Linked DNA regions of Zea mays: region 2 is linked to region 1. Evidence: chromatin contacts called from public Hi-C data. All regions are on one chromosome and are shown on one strand. The core of a region is the stretch at or near the end of the contact, and the rest is flanking DNA. Distances in the headings are between cores, read along the strand shown.

Region 1 (6,394 bases), core at 917-3,416:
ACGCGCTGCTAGCTTAATTACGCAGACAACGCGCTGCTAGCTTAATTACGTACCCGAACGTGCCCATTACGCGCGTGGAGATATGAGTCAGCGAGTCGTTTGTCAGTTTAGCGAGGCCGAAATCTGCAACCTGTTCCTCCCCAGATTAAATCGCCACCAGTAAGCACATAATAATTATACAGTAAGCGTTTGGATATACTACTCTATGGTGCACCGCGCGTGTTTCTGTGCTGCAGAGTAGTTGACCTTGGCCTCGAAGGCGTCGTCCAGGAGTATGTTGGCCGACTTGATGTCCCTGTGTATGATCCTAGGATGGCCTGCAGGTAAGAGACAAGCTAGTGATCCAGTACGGACAGACAAGCACACAACTACACAAGCATCGTCCTGTCCTCACTTACAGTCTTCGTGGAGGTACGTCAGCCCACGCGCCGCTCCGATCGCAATCCTCATCCGCTTCGGCCAATCCATCACGGGCAGCCCTTTTCCTGCGCGCGGATCAAGATCAACAACATATCATATCATATCCAACATCCATGCATAGCATACGCATGCGCGCGCCAAGAAAAGAACTCACCGTGCAGGTGATGCTCCAGCGTCTTGTTGGCCACGAACTCGTAGACGAGGAGTCGGTGGTTCTCGGTGACGCAGTAGCCGACGAGCGTGACGAGGTGGCGGTGGTGGATGCGGCTGATGATGTCCACCTCGGCGCGGAACTCCTTCTCCCCCTGCCCGCTGCCCAGCTTGAGCTGCTTCACCGCCACGCGCCGCCCGTCGCCCAGCGCGCCCATGTACACCTTCCCGAACCCGCCCTCGCCGATCACGTTCGCCGCCGAGAACCCGCCCGTGATGCCCGCCAGCTCGTCGTACGTGAACCACGACTTGTTGGCCCCCGACAGGTCGTACGAGCTCGACGTCCCGCTCGGCGACGGCGACGGCGCCGGCCCGTTCGACGGCTGGTACACGTCCGCCGACACCACGCCCGCGGCTGCGCCACACTGACGTTCCGGCACCACGATGCTGTGCCTGCGCGACGCGTGCCGCTCCCGCTTCCTCCCCCGGTTGCCCTGCTTGCCGGTTGCGCACGCGATTATCAGCAGCGACGCCAGTGCCAGGACCAGCCCGGCAACGGAGATCCCGATGACCACCGCCTCGTTCTTCATGTTGCTGTTGCTGCCCGACCCACCCCCACCCGCGGGGGGCCCAGGCGGGGACCTCCACATGCCGCCTGCAGGTGGGCCGCCAGAGACGCCGCCCGGCATGATCACCGTCAGCGCCATCGGAGGAGGCAGCATTTGCGTGGGCGCCGGCGGAGGTGGCTGGTGACCGGCGGTGTCCGGTGGCGTCGACGGTGTCTCGCGCGGTGGCGGTTGTCCCGCATTTGGGGGAGGTGACGAGGCCGTCGTCCCGGCGGCTGCTCCGGGCTTCTCCGACGACGGGGGTGTCGGTGGCTTGGTCGGTTCCGGTGCCGGAGGCGACTGCTGCGACGTCGACGCCGCGGGCGGCGGCGGCGAAGACTGCGGAGGTGGCGACGGGGGCGGCGAAGACGGCGAAGGAGGAGGAGAGGACCGGCTTGGTGGCGGCGGCGAGGCCGGAGGAGGAGGGGAAGCCGCCGGAGACTTCTCTGGCGGGGTCGCTGGTGTGTTCGGCGACGTCGTGCTGTTGTGGGCCGGGGGAGGCGGGGACGACTGCTTCGACGGTGGCGGCGGCGGTGTCGGCGGCGGAGGAGACGACGAGGAAGCCTTCGGCGGGGGTGGCGGCGACGACGATGATTCCGGAGGCGGTGCTGCCCGTGCCTTCGGCCCTGGCGGCCCTCCCGCGGGGGACGACGCCAGTTGCTCGGTTGACGCCATGAGGGCGCGCGGCGTCACAGGGCCGCCGCGCGGTCGGCGGTATCGTCGTCGTTCCGGGGAGAGTGGTTAGGAGCCGAGCCGGAATAATGGCATCTCAAACGCGCATCGGCAGGGGAGACGGGGGCAGCGGCGGCCGGGCCTCTCACATAGACATGGGCATGGGTAAACGTCCGTCCGTCCGTCCGCCGGCAGGTCCGATCGAGCTAGGCAGCGTGGAGACACGGAATGCGCCTCGCCTTGGCGACAACACGGCCGCGGCGTAATGTGCTCGTGCCCTTTTCGGTTTTCCTCCGTAATTTTTTTCCCCGCTGTTTTTCCTTGCCTTGCTTTTCTTGGATGGGTAGAGGTGGTGGAACAGAGAACATGCAGGGAGCATCGAGAAATCTGGGTGGCCGCAGGAGGAAAACCGGCGCTAACTTGAATGTGTTTGAACTCCCGAGGAAGACAACGCGGGGGGGCAGTGACTGACACGTCACTTGGCCATGTTCACCTCTCTGAAAGATTTTATACGCATGCTAAATTTAGCTATGTGCAGTGCAGGCGATGCATATGTTCTGAGGATGAACTTTATCATATTGCAATATGCAAATGATTAGTACCTATATTTTAAATTATAAGACCTTTTATTTTTTAAACAAATGGTTTTTGTCATGTATTTGGATATTACTCCCTCCGTTTTTTTTATTTGTCGCTGGATAGTGCAATTTTGCACTATCAAGCGACAAATAAAAAGAAACGGAGGGAGTATCTTTTATAGATACCATGTTTGTCCTTCTTCCTTAGAGAGTCGAAAGAAAGATGATAGAAGAAAGAGAAGGAACGGGTTCTTAATTATCAGCCGGCTATATATAGACTGTAGCGTAGATTCCAAAACATGTTATAAGAGAATAAGAGCAGGAATATAGCTCTAGCAATAATTGCTCAACATTCTTTTAGCTAATAAAATAACCAACCTATTATATGTAATGACTATATATATATATATATATATATATATATATATATATATATATATATATATATATATATATATATATATATATATATATATATATATATAAGGGTAGGTATAACGGGAGCCCTGGGCTTCCAATAGTTAAAGGAAGCCCAGGCCGACCACCCCTGTAAACTGGTTCAACCAGCGCGCCCAAACAGGCTGTCGGGTGCGCCACCTGCCCCACGTCTGTTAGCGCAAAAAAAGGAATGCATGCATGAGTCAAACACGATCCAATGCATGCGCATAAATTTAGGAAAGATATGTGCGGCAGTTTCTGTTTTTAAAATCCTTTATTTCCTCCATAAATTTAGGATCGCTGCAACAGCCATGCAGCTAGACGCGTAAGGACCATTTTATGATATATACTGAGACTAAATATGCTACATTGTGTTAATAATTATGCAATTCGATATACTGCGTAAAAATCTGTTACCAGCTGCATGCACACGAATTTATGATAAAAATAATGTGCAATGAAAGGAAATGAATTACACGCATAGAAACAAAAAATCGTATTTAATATTTTATTTCCTTCATAAATATAAGATCCCTCCAACAGCCATGCAGCTAAAACACATTAAATCTAGTTTATGATATATACTGATACAAATTATACTACATGGTGTAGGTATTTATGCAATTCGTTACACTGCGTAAAAAATATGGCATGTTGTTAACTGGTGGACGCACATCCGGGTTGGAGCGTAATAACCTTAAGTTTTGAGCATAAAATCCCTCAATTATAAGCGTATATACCGAGCCAATGTGAGAGGTTGATAGCTCTAGTAGGTTGTTATTACGATCCTATTTTTATGGCAGATCCGAAAAACATGGCAGTCACATGCATGCGATTATACAGATCCTAAAATTATGACAAAATGCATGCATGAGTCAATCACGTTCCCTTGCATGCGCGTAAATTTAGGAAAGATATGTGTGGCGGTTTCTATTTTAAATGCTTTATTTCCTCCGTAAATTTAGGATCGCTGAAACAGACATGCAACTAAAACTCGTAATGACCATTTTATGCTATATACTGATACTAAATATGCTACACTGTGTAGATAATTATGCAATTCGGTATACTGCGTAAAAATCTGCTACAGGCTGCATGCACACGAATTTATGATGGAAAGAATATGCAATGAAAGGAAATGAATTGCATGCATAGAAACAAAAAATCACATTTAATGTTTTATTTCCTTCATAAATATAGGATCTCTCCAACAGCCATGCAACTAAACGCATTAGAACTAGTTTATGATGTATACTGAAACAAATTATACTACACGGTGTAGGTATTTATGCAATTCCTTACACTGCGTAAAAAATCTGGCATGTTGTTCACTGGTGGACGCATCTCCGGGTGGAGCGTAAAAACCTTAAGTTTTGAGCATAAAATCCCTCAATTATAAGCGTAAATACCGAGTCAATTAGAGGTTGATAGCTTTAGTAGGTTGTTATTACGATCCTATTTTTATGACAGATCCGAAAAACATGGCAGCCGCATGCATGCGTTTCTATTTTTATACAAATCCAAAAATTATGGCAAAATCGTGGGAATTTCCATTGCATGCGCGCAAATTAAGAACAGCATAAATCAAGAAATTGTCTTTCAAATGTGCATGCAGTAAACTGATATACGAACTCTGTGTTAAAGCATAAAAACATACAGTTTTTAGCGTAAATAATACATGTGGTAGGCATAAAACACAATAAACGAAAAGAAAAATGCGCCGGATCAGAGGATGTCACGTGCGATCATCGCTGCGCGCATCTCGCCCCTTCCGTGACGTCGCTCGCTCGAACATCGCGCCTCATGCGTCGCCGTCGCTACTCGCATGTCGACGGGCGTCGCTTGCTCGCCGGCCTTGGAAGTGCCGCCTCCTCGGGGCTTCGGGGACGCCGCCGCTTGCCTGCACAAGGGCCTCACTGCGGATCAAGGAACCTCCGCCACCGCGCGTCGAGGTAATGGAGTTGCGGCCACCGGCCTGGGAATCGCCGCCACCGCACAAGGGCGCTGCCGCCGCTCGCCCTCTGGATCGGGGGCCGCCACCGCCCGCCTGGAAACCGCCGCCACCGCATAAGGGCGCTGCCGCCGCCGCTCGCCCTCTGGATCGGGGGCCGCCACCGTCGGCCTGGGAACCGCCGCCACCGCCGGCCTGGCAACCGTCACTAATGAATCGAGATGGGGCGTAAAAACTGACCCCTAGCACTACGGATTTTCTTTTATAGACGTCTGGACCTGGTCCGGCTCGACCGGATTGCACTGTCTGGCCTGGGCTTCCAATAACTAAAGGAAGCCCAGGGCTCTTAATATACAATATATATATATATATATATATATATATATATATATATATATATATATATATATATATATATATATAGTTAGCTGGGAAGAACATACGAATGGTTTAGAGCCGGATAAATCTTTAGCCTTGCTTTTAACAAACTGTGACGTTCGACAAGAGTGCTCATATATGCATCGTAGAAAGTCACATGTATACTACATAAAACACATATGTATATTATATGAATATTTATATGTATCTCAAAAAATATAGTAAATAAAAAAATAACAACTAGCATGCTAATTAATTTGATTAAAACAACAAAACATGAAAATACAACTAAAAACATGAATAAGAAAAACCAAATATATACAAAAATAAACAACTTAACTAAGGGTCATAGAAACAAAAAAAAAAGAAAAATAAAGAAAAACAAAAAAACATGGAAACATAAAAAATAAAAATAAAACAAGTCGCAGTTGTACACATAGCTCAGCCGTCTGAACACATAACTCGCAGTTGCACAAATCCTGCTGAGATGGCTTCTGGCCCAGCCTAGTGAAGCGCAATAAGTCTTGGAGTCCTTGTCAATAAAAAAAACCACCTGGGCCAGTGTCTAATTTGCTGAGATGGGCTGCTATAGTCATGACGGCCCATAACACTATCAGGAGCTGCTTAATCCTTCTTCAAACCGACATCATGCTAGATAAACTTTTAAAAATGCCAAGCAAAAAAGAAAAATAAAAAAGATAGATAGATGTTGGGTTCTAGCAGGTGGGACCCAAACACAGTGACACAGGCATGAGAGCAAAACAAATGTGAAACAATGGTTCTCAAAATGTCATGTTTATGGGTTCCCTCACCCTATCCAAAGGGGAGGGGTATTTATATGGTAACCAGGGACAACCCCCCAAGTACATGTTTACCCTTATTTACCTGCTACATTCTAAGTATATGTTGTACAATAGTGTAAATAGGAACTGTTATAACCCTAGTATTACAACACACCCAACTATGTACCCACACCAGGATAATAGTGTGCTTAACATTGGCCATTGGTCTACTATAGCACAGTTTTGGCTTAGGCCCTCACCTGCTGGACTAGCGGGCGGTGCACTGTGCCCATAGCAAGTCTTCATTATGGCCTTCGCTGCCTTCAAAGTAGAGGTAATGATAGTAGGCGTCATCCCGCATCAAAGGGTTTGGTTATGTGGGAAGTGAAGTCTATTCCGAAAGTCTTCAATAAATCCTTC
Region 2 (6,389 bases), core at 279-2,778, 130 kb after region 1:
CAGTGAAACAAAACTGGCAGTTCATGGCACAACCAACTTGGCTTGAAACACAGATAGTTGTCCTGCCCCTAGCGCAAGGAATGATAACTGTTTCAATCACTGAACCATCTTCAAGAGAGAACAATATCTGTAACATCCTGTGTTCAAAAATCAATCATATCCAGTAAATCACTTCATAACACAACGGCAACACTGAAAACTACCTTACGGGTTCCATCTGATGCAATATGGATGTCCTTCATAGTTAATGCCTTGAGATCAGCATGCTCGGTTATCATCTTCCTGAAATCCTTATTTAAACCTGAAGGATTTTAGAGGTAAATAGGTGGCATCCATTTAACTAACATGTTGGCAACACATCAAATGGCATACATTGAGAAGAATCATAAGCACATTTGTAGGTTCTCCAAAGTGAAAAGCAATAGAACTCATTGGACAATAGAAAATGTAGTTAACTTAGTAAGAGAAACATGCCACAAAACTAATTCTTACAAGAGAAAAAATGTATCAACATCTACAACATGAAATTAGTCTCATTATTTTTTTGATTAAATATGTCTTGATAGTGAATTTATTTGAACTGGTGGACGTTAATAGTTTTTCAGTTAGGGACATTTGAGTTAGGACAAATCTAAGGGGGTGTTTGGATCCCCAGAACTAAAGTTTAGTCTGGGTTTTGAATGCCAATTAGAAGGACTAAACATAAGCTAATTATTATATTATAAAACTAACTGCATTACACATGGCTAATTCGCGAGACAAATATATTATGCCTAATTAATCAATGATTAGTCCATGTTTTGTACAGTAAACATGTGCTAATCATGGATTAATTAGGCTTAACAGATTCTCTCGCGAATTAGCCACTGGCTATGCAATTAGTTTTATACTTAGCTCATGTTTGATCCTACTAATTGGCATCCAAAACCCGGTCTAAACTTTAGTCCAGGTATCCAAACACCCCCTAAACTGAACTGTAATTTGAAACACAGGGATTAGTTATAGCATATACTAATGCTAAATAGATGGATTCTACTTGACACAGTGAAAATTTACCAGCCAACTCGTCGTAGCAATGAGCCCAAACGTTGTTCCCGTACAGGCATTTCCACAGCATCATGGCCTGGCCTGGCCGAAACCCCTGCGCCTGCACCCAATTCTGAAAGAAACCCGCACTAAATCATCTCACACGCGCGTACGACACAACCAACGAACTACCTAAAACCCAACATGTCTTGAGCCAAGCCCTTACCTCGAGTTCCGAGTAGTCCATCCCCTTGAGCATGGCCTTGGAGCCGGCCTCGCAGCGAGCAGCGGCAGAGGGGCGTTGGAGGGCGGAGAAGAGGCGGCGCGACGAGGCGCAGAGGAAGGAGGCGCTCCGGCTCCACCGGAGGAGAGGCAGGACCTGCGCCTGCGCCTGCGCCGGCGCCGCCATGGTGAATTGTCTGGTTGGTACGGTTTCGGGAGTTTCGCTGGCTATGGACTTCGTGCCGAGTGCCGGTGGATATACATGGGCTGGGCTAGTTTTCTTTCTGGGTTGTTCCACGGGAAGAGGGGAATGCCGAATGCACATAGTATACGCGAACGAAAGTCCCAATTCCTCCAAACAACACGTTTCACAGTTCAAATCATTTGCTTCGTAAAAATAAAACTCAGAACATCTTTCATTTAATAACAATATCATTTCATTTATTTTCTTCTTGTATTTGCGCGCCGCATGCCAGCCGTGCTCTGCAGAGTAGCTAAGATGTTGAAAATCAAGAAAATGAACTTAAGAACTTCGATAATGATAGTGAGACTGGCACAAGACAAATGAATTGAATAAATACATGACTGGCCCACTTTAAAGCAATGTCCATTTGATATTGTTTGGCTGCTCTACAACCGTAGATGTTGTATCTGTTTGAACTGCTGCAACTACAATCCACATAGACAACGTAGCCGCAGCTAGATTAAAGCCGCAACGAACAATATTTAGCGTAGTTGACAAAAGTTTAGTTGGGATGTCTATTATTAACTTGTAGGATGAAGAAAATGATCCCAAACAACATGAAGGATGATAATGAACTATGAAAAGTGCAAACTGCAAAGTACAATTTATGGTTGTGGACCTGTGGTGAACTGAAAAAATGTGTCATTAAGTAAATAATATAACCTCATCATTTGTATTGTTTTGGATTTGAGTTATAATTTATCAATTATCACTATTTTTATTGTGTATTCATAAGTACAAACGGTGTGCATGTGCATATGTATCAATTAAAGAAATATATACCCCTCTTTCCTAAATTAAAATTCATTTTATATAATTAATGGATTCATACAATACAATATGTATATTTTTATATATGTTTCTAGATTCATCATCAGCCATTTTAATATAGACGGAGGGGGTACATTTAAGGCATGTTTGGATCTCACGTGCTAAACTTTAACACCCCCTTAGATAGCTAAATTGCTAGTAGGTGCTAAACTTTAGCACTTCACTTTTAATATCTTTTAGCACCTTTTAGCACTTGTGTTTGGATCCACATGTGCTAAAGTCTACTAAAGCATACTGCTAAACTTTAGTATCGTGAATCCAAATATGTCCTTAGTTATAACCTGTAAGTCTACAACGGATAACTTGGATTCGTAGACTTGTAGTATGCACATAAACTTGGTACATGTAGTTGTGGCACATGGATGATGTATTGTCAGTTGCACGGTCATACAGGTTGTTAGATTATTCTTGTGTGTTGTTGACAGAGGTAGTATCAATTTTAACCTAAACGCTAAACGGTAAATAGTCGGTCATCCTCTGTTTAGCGTTTAATCGAACTATACGTGTGTTTAAACGGACTAAAAAACATATTATATGAGATTAAACGGATTAAACGGCATAAACGACCAACACAGTTAGCTACTGAGTAGCGTTTAAATGACGTGTAAATGGTCTAAACGGTCATCCATACGGTACATAGAACCAATCACCTATACGTGTGTGGTCAATACACAAGGCTGACCTGGGTGTAGAGATGGCCAAATGGGCGGCACGGCACGGCCCGGCCCGGGTACGGCCAGGCACGGCACGGTTAGGGCACGGCCCGTTTGGCTCGTTTAATAGCCGTGCCGTGCCGGCACGGCACTAGTGCCTGAGGCCAGGCCCAAGCACGGCACTAAGCCTGCTTAGCCGTGCCGTGCCGGCCCGTTTAGCCCATATAGCCCGTTTAGCACTACACCACAAAATTTTAGTCAAATTTTCACAAACACAGTTAAAACATACTAAAATAGCTAATATTGAACTGTTTAGTGCAATGGGTGACTCATTAAAAACCTATTTAGGTAAAAACTCACCCTTATGAGAGAACCCTAGATAAGAAAAAAGATTACAACACACAGCTAACTAGTCGTGTTTGGATCTAATAATGCATAATCGTGCCTAACCGTGCCTAGGGGCTAATCGTGCCGTGCCCGTGCCGGCCCAACGTGCCTGATGCTCGGCCCAGGCACGGCACTACCTATCGGGCCGTGCCGGCACGGGCCCGACATCAGCCGTGCCGTGCCGTGCCCAGGCACTACGGGCCGTGCCGTGCTCCGGGCCGGCCCGTTTAGCCCGGCACGACTGGCCATCTATACCTGGGTGTGGTAGCCAGGCAACCAATCACGCAATTATGTCCCATTGATAGACTATATTTTAATAAAATACAAAAATGTATCATATTAGTTAGATACATGTAGGCGTGGAATCAACAATTAAGATTTAAACCTCCACTCGTGCAAAATTCTACGTGTAAATTAAAACATGATGATCCATATTATTTTTTTTCTATTACTACGTTTTCCCGCTGTTCGTAATTTTCGATTTCTGTGGGTCCGTTTATTCTGCTCCCGTCCAACTTCGCGGTCATTCCGATTCTGTTTCCGTTAAAAACAGAAGTAGAAAAAGGGTGTTTTCATCTGTTTTCGTCGCTACCTGGTGGAGCCCGCAACCGCAACACGAGTGACGAGCCCTGGCCCCTGGGTCACTTGCCTTCCGCACCCGTCCCGTGTATACTTCGGCAACCCGCTGTCCCATGCGCTCACATGGAATGGAAGCTCCCGCACGAACTCGAACCACCTTCGCCTCGCCACCTCTTCCTCTTCCCCAGTAGCCGCCGTCACCCACCCACTGCGGCAGCCAAACCACGTGAGGCCTTCCACCCAGCTCAAGCCCACAGCATCCACTGACACTGCCACCGCCGCTCACCTCCCCGGCGTTCCCGGCTCCACCAACTACTGCAAGCATGAGGCAGCCCACCAGCGCGGGCGGCGACGCTGGGTTCGTGCGCGCGGACCAGATCGACCTCAAGAGCCTGGACGAGCAGCTCGAGCGCCACCTCGGACGCCGGGCGGAGCGGGGAGTCGGCCTACCCTCCGGGACGGGGAGCCGCGGCGGCGAGTCCGCGAGGCTGGGCCCGGAGGAGCTGACGCCGCTGCGGCGGTGCCGTGAAGACTGGGAGATCGACCCCACCAAGCTCGTTATCAAGGGCGTCATCGCGCGCGGCACCTTTGGCACCGTCCACCGCGGCGTCTACGACGGCCAGGACGTCGCTGGTATCGCCCCAGCATTCACACTACTTACTTTTTACACAGCTAACGCTTATGCGTGCAAATGTGCAATAGCCATGCGCAAAATGAAATTTCGCCATGATGAGCCAATTTTCATTGTCCATGAACTGTTCGACGAAATAGCCACGCTAGTTATCTCTATCTTCTCCTTCAATGCGCTAGAAATTTGGTTCCATGTCTGATCGATTCCTACGCAAGTCCTTAGGAAACTTTGATGCATGCCTCATTTTCAGTTCCCTGCTTAGAGTGGTGAGCAGAATTGATCGTTAGATAGCAATGTCATTTGCTATAGGTGGTTGTTCTAGATGGTTTGGCGAGTTGTTTTGGCTTTTCTCCTGTCGTGTCATGTCATCTGTGCTTTTCCTTGTCAGCAAATTGCTAAAGTTGGTACCTCTGCTTTTCTCGGTCCCTTGGTGTATTCCGTGACTTCTGTTAGATAAGTCCGCTTATAGCTTTTTGGTGTGTAACCCCCGCATGTGATCCGAGCCAACCAACAGTTAAAGTTTTTCATAGGCATGATCCATGTGTTCAGCTTATGATGAGGCCCTAGAAGTCAGGAGGCTACAGGACAAAGCTGCTGATTTTTCAGGTGGAAGTGTTGCACTTTTCATGGGACCAGGGAAATTGGAAAGCATCTGTACCAGGTCAATGTTTCAAAAAGGATAATAAATACACTGAAGTTTGCAGCCAGAAATTTAAATTAACATTTTGGGATTGCCCCGCTAAAGCAAATCACATGACTCGTGAAAAAGCAGATGCAATTTGTATGTCCAGAACTTGCATGCTGCCCTCTCAATATGTTTGTTCACCATCTAATTCGATTCATTTATATTCTTTAAGTGCTATTAGAATGCTATATCAAATGTGTATTATGCATTCATAAGTTCACTGACTTTGTTGATTGGCTTGCTTTGCAATTATTCGCTACTTTGGCTGTGTGGTGATAACCAGTTTCCTCATTGTCCTCTATAAAGTGCCTCTCAGCTGTCATACTTTACTTCCCTGTGTGTTTGATGATCATGCTAGACCCTCAATAGGTGTCTCACTGTTCCATTTTAGACACCATGCTTAATAGGATTATAAGGTTGAACCTTTACAGATTGTTGTTTGACATGCACAACAAAGTATTCGTCAAGAATGTGCTATCTTTGGTCCCCATCACACTAACGTACACTTTTGAGTTTTGGAATGTGCTTTGTTATAATTTATTACAGATATGGAGTAAAGTGCACGTTCAACATGATAAACTTTATTTTTACCATCGTAATTTCCATTTTTCGACACTGATTGTCAAATGTTACCATCTTCTAGTAAAATTGCTTGACTGGGGTGAGGATGGTCATAGATCAGAACAAGAAATTGCTGCACTGCGAGCAGCTTTTGCACAAGAAGTTGTTGTCTGGCATAAGCTTGAACATCCGAACGTTACTAAGGTAATTGTTGTCCGAAGAAGCCCCCCTCCCTTCCTCTCTAATTTCTTAGGTTAAGTAACTGCTTATATAAGACACTTCTTTAGTTATTGGTTCATAGGACAAAGTCTAGAATTGTTGTCTTATAGTATTAATTGTAACCCTATGGTTAAAGTTGGTTACTTCTACATGATGTATCTATTTCAACATACCGAAATATGTGGCCAATCATCCCTATGTTGTCGGTCTTCACATTGTTTCCCATGTCTGGGTATCTGACAGCATAGTGAGGGGCATGTGCAGCACTACCATCTATTTTGATGCCCCAATGTGTCTTAATTTGTTTCAAAGCATGAAATATATCCCAAAGTTAATCTTGTAGCCACTGGT

What was found. Hi-C and Micro-C count contacts between places; a contact is called where the count stands out from the background.
Region 2: a contact with region 1 is called in a Hi-C map of tassel, with 4 times the contacts expected there. The contact joins the promoter of LOC100273119 here to the promoter of LOC103637381 in region 1. A contact is called at or near these places in 5 of 25 Hi-C or Micro-C datasets (bundle sheath, endosperm, leaf and 2 more).

What each region holds. Positions count from the first base shown.
Region 1 is chr8:150,301,807-150,308,200 of Zm-B73-REFERENCE-NAM-5.0, forward strand. It overlaps LOC103637381 (proline-rich receptor-like protein kinase PERK12), which reads right to left and starts at 2,167. Exons shown (of 7, transcript XM_008659588.4): 1 at 575-2,167; 2 at 399-485; 3 at 247-317; 4 at 54-130. The coding sequence starts at 1,850.
Region 2 is chr8:150,433,120-150,439,508 of Zm-B73-REFERENCE-NAM-5.0, forward strand. It overlaps LOC100273119, which reads right to left and starts at 1,529. Exons shown (of 8, transcript NM_001365731.1): 1 at 1,253-1,529; 2 at 1,057-1,159; 3 at 204-301; 4 at 1-127. The coding sequence starts at 1,435. It overlaps LOC100381637 (putative protein kinase superfamily protein), which reads left to right and starts at 4,168. Exons shown (of 6, transcript NM_001174452.1): 1 at 4,168-4,575; 2 at 5,902-6,023. The coding sequence starts at 4,266.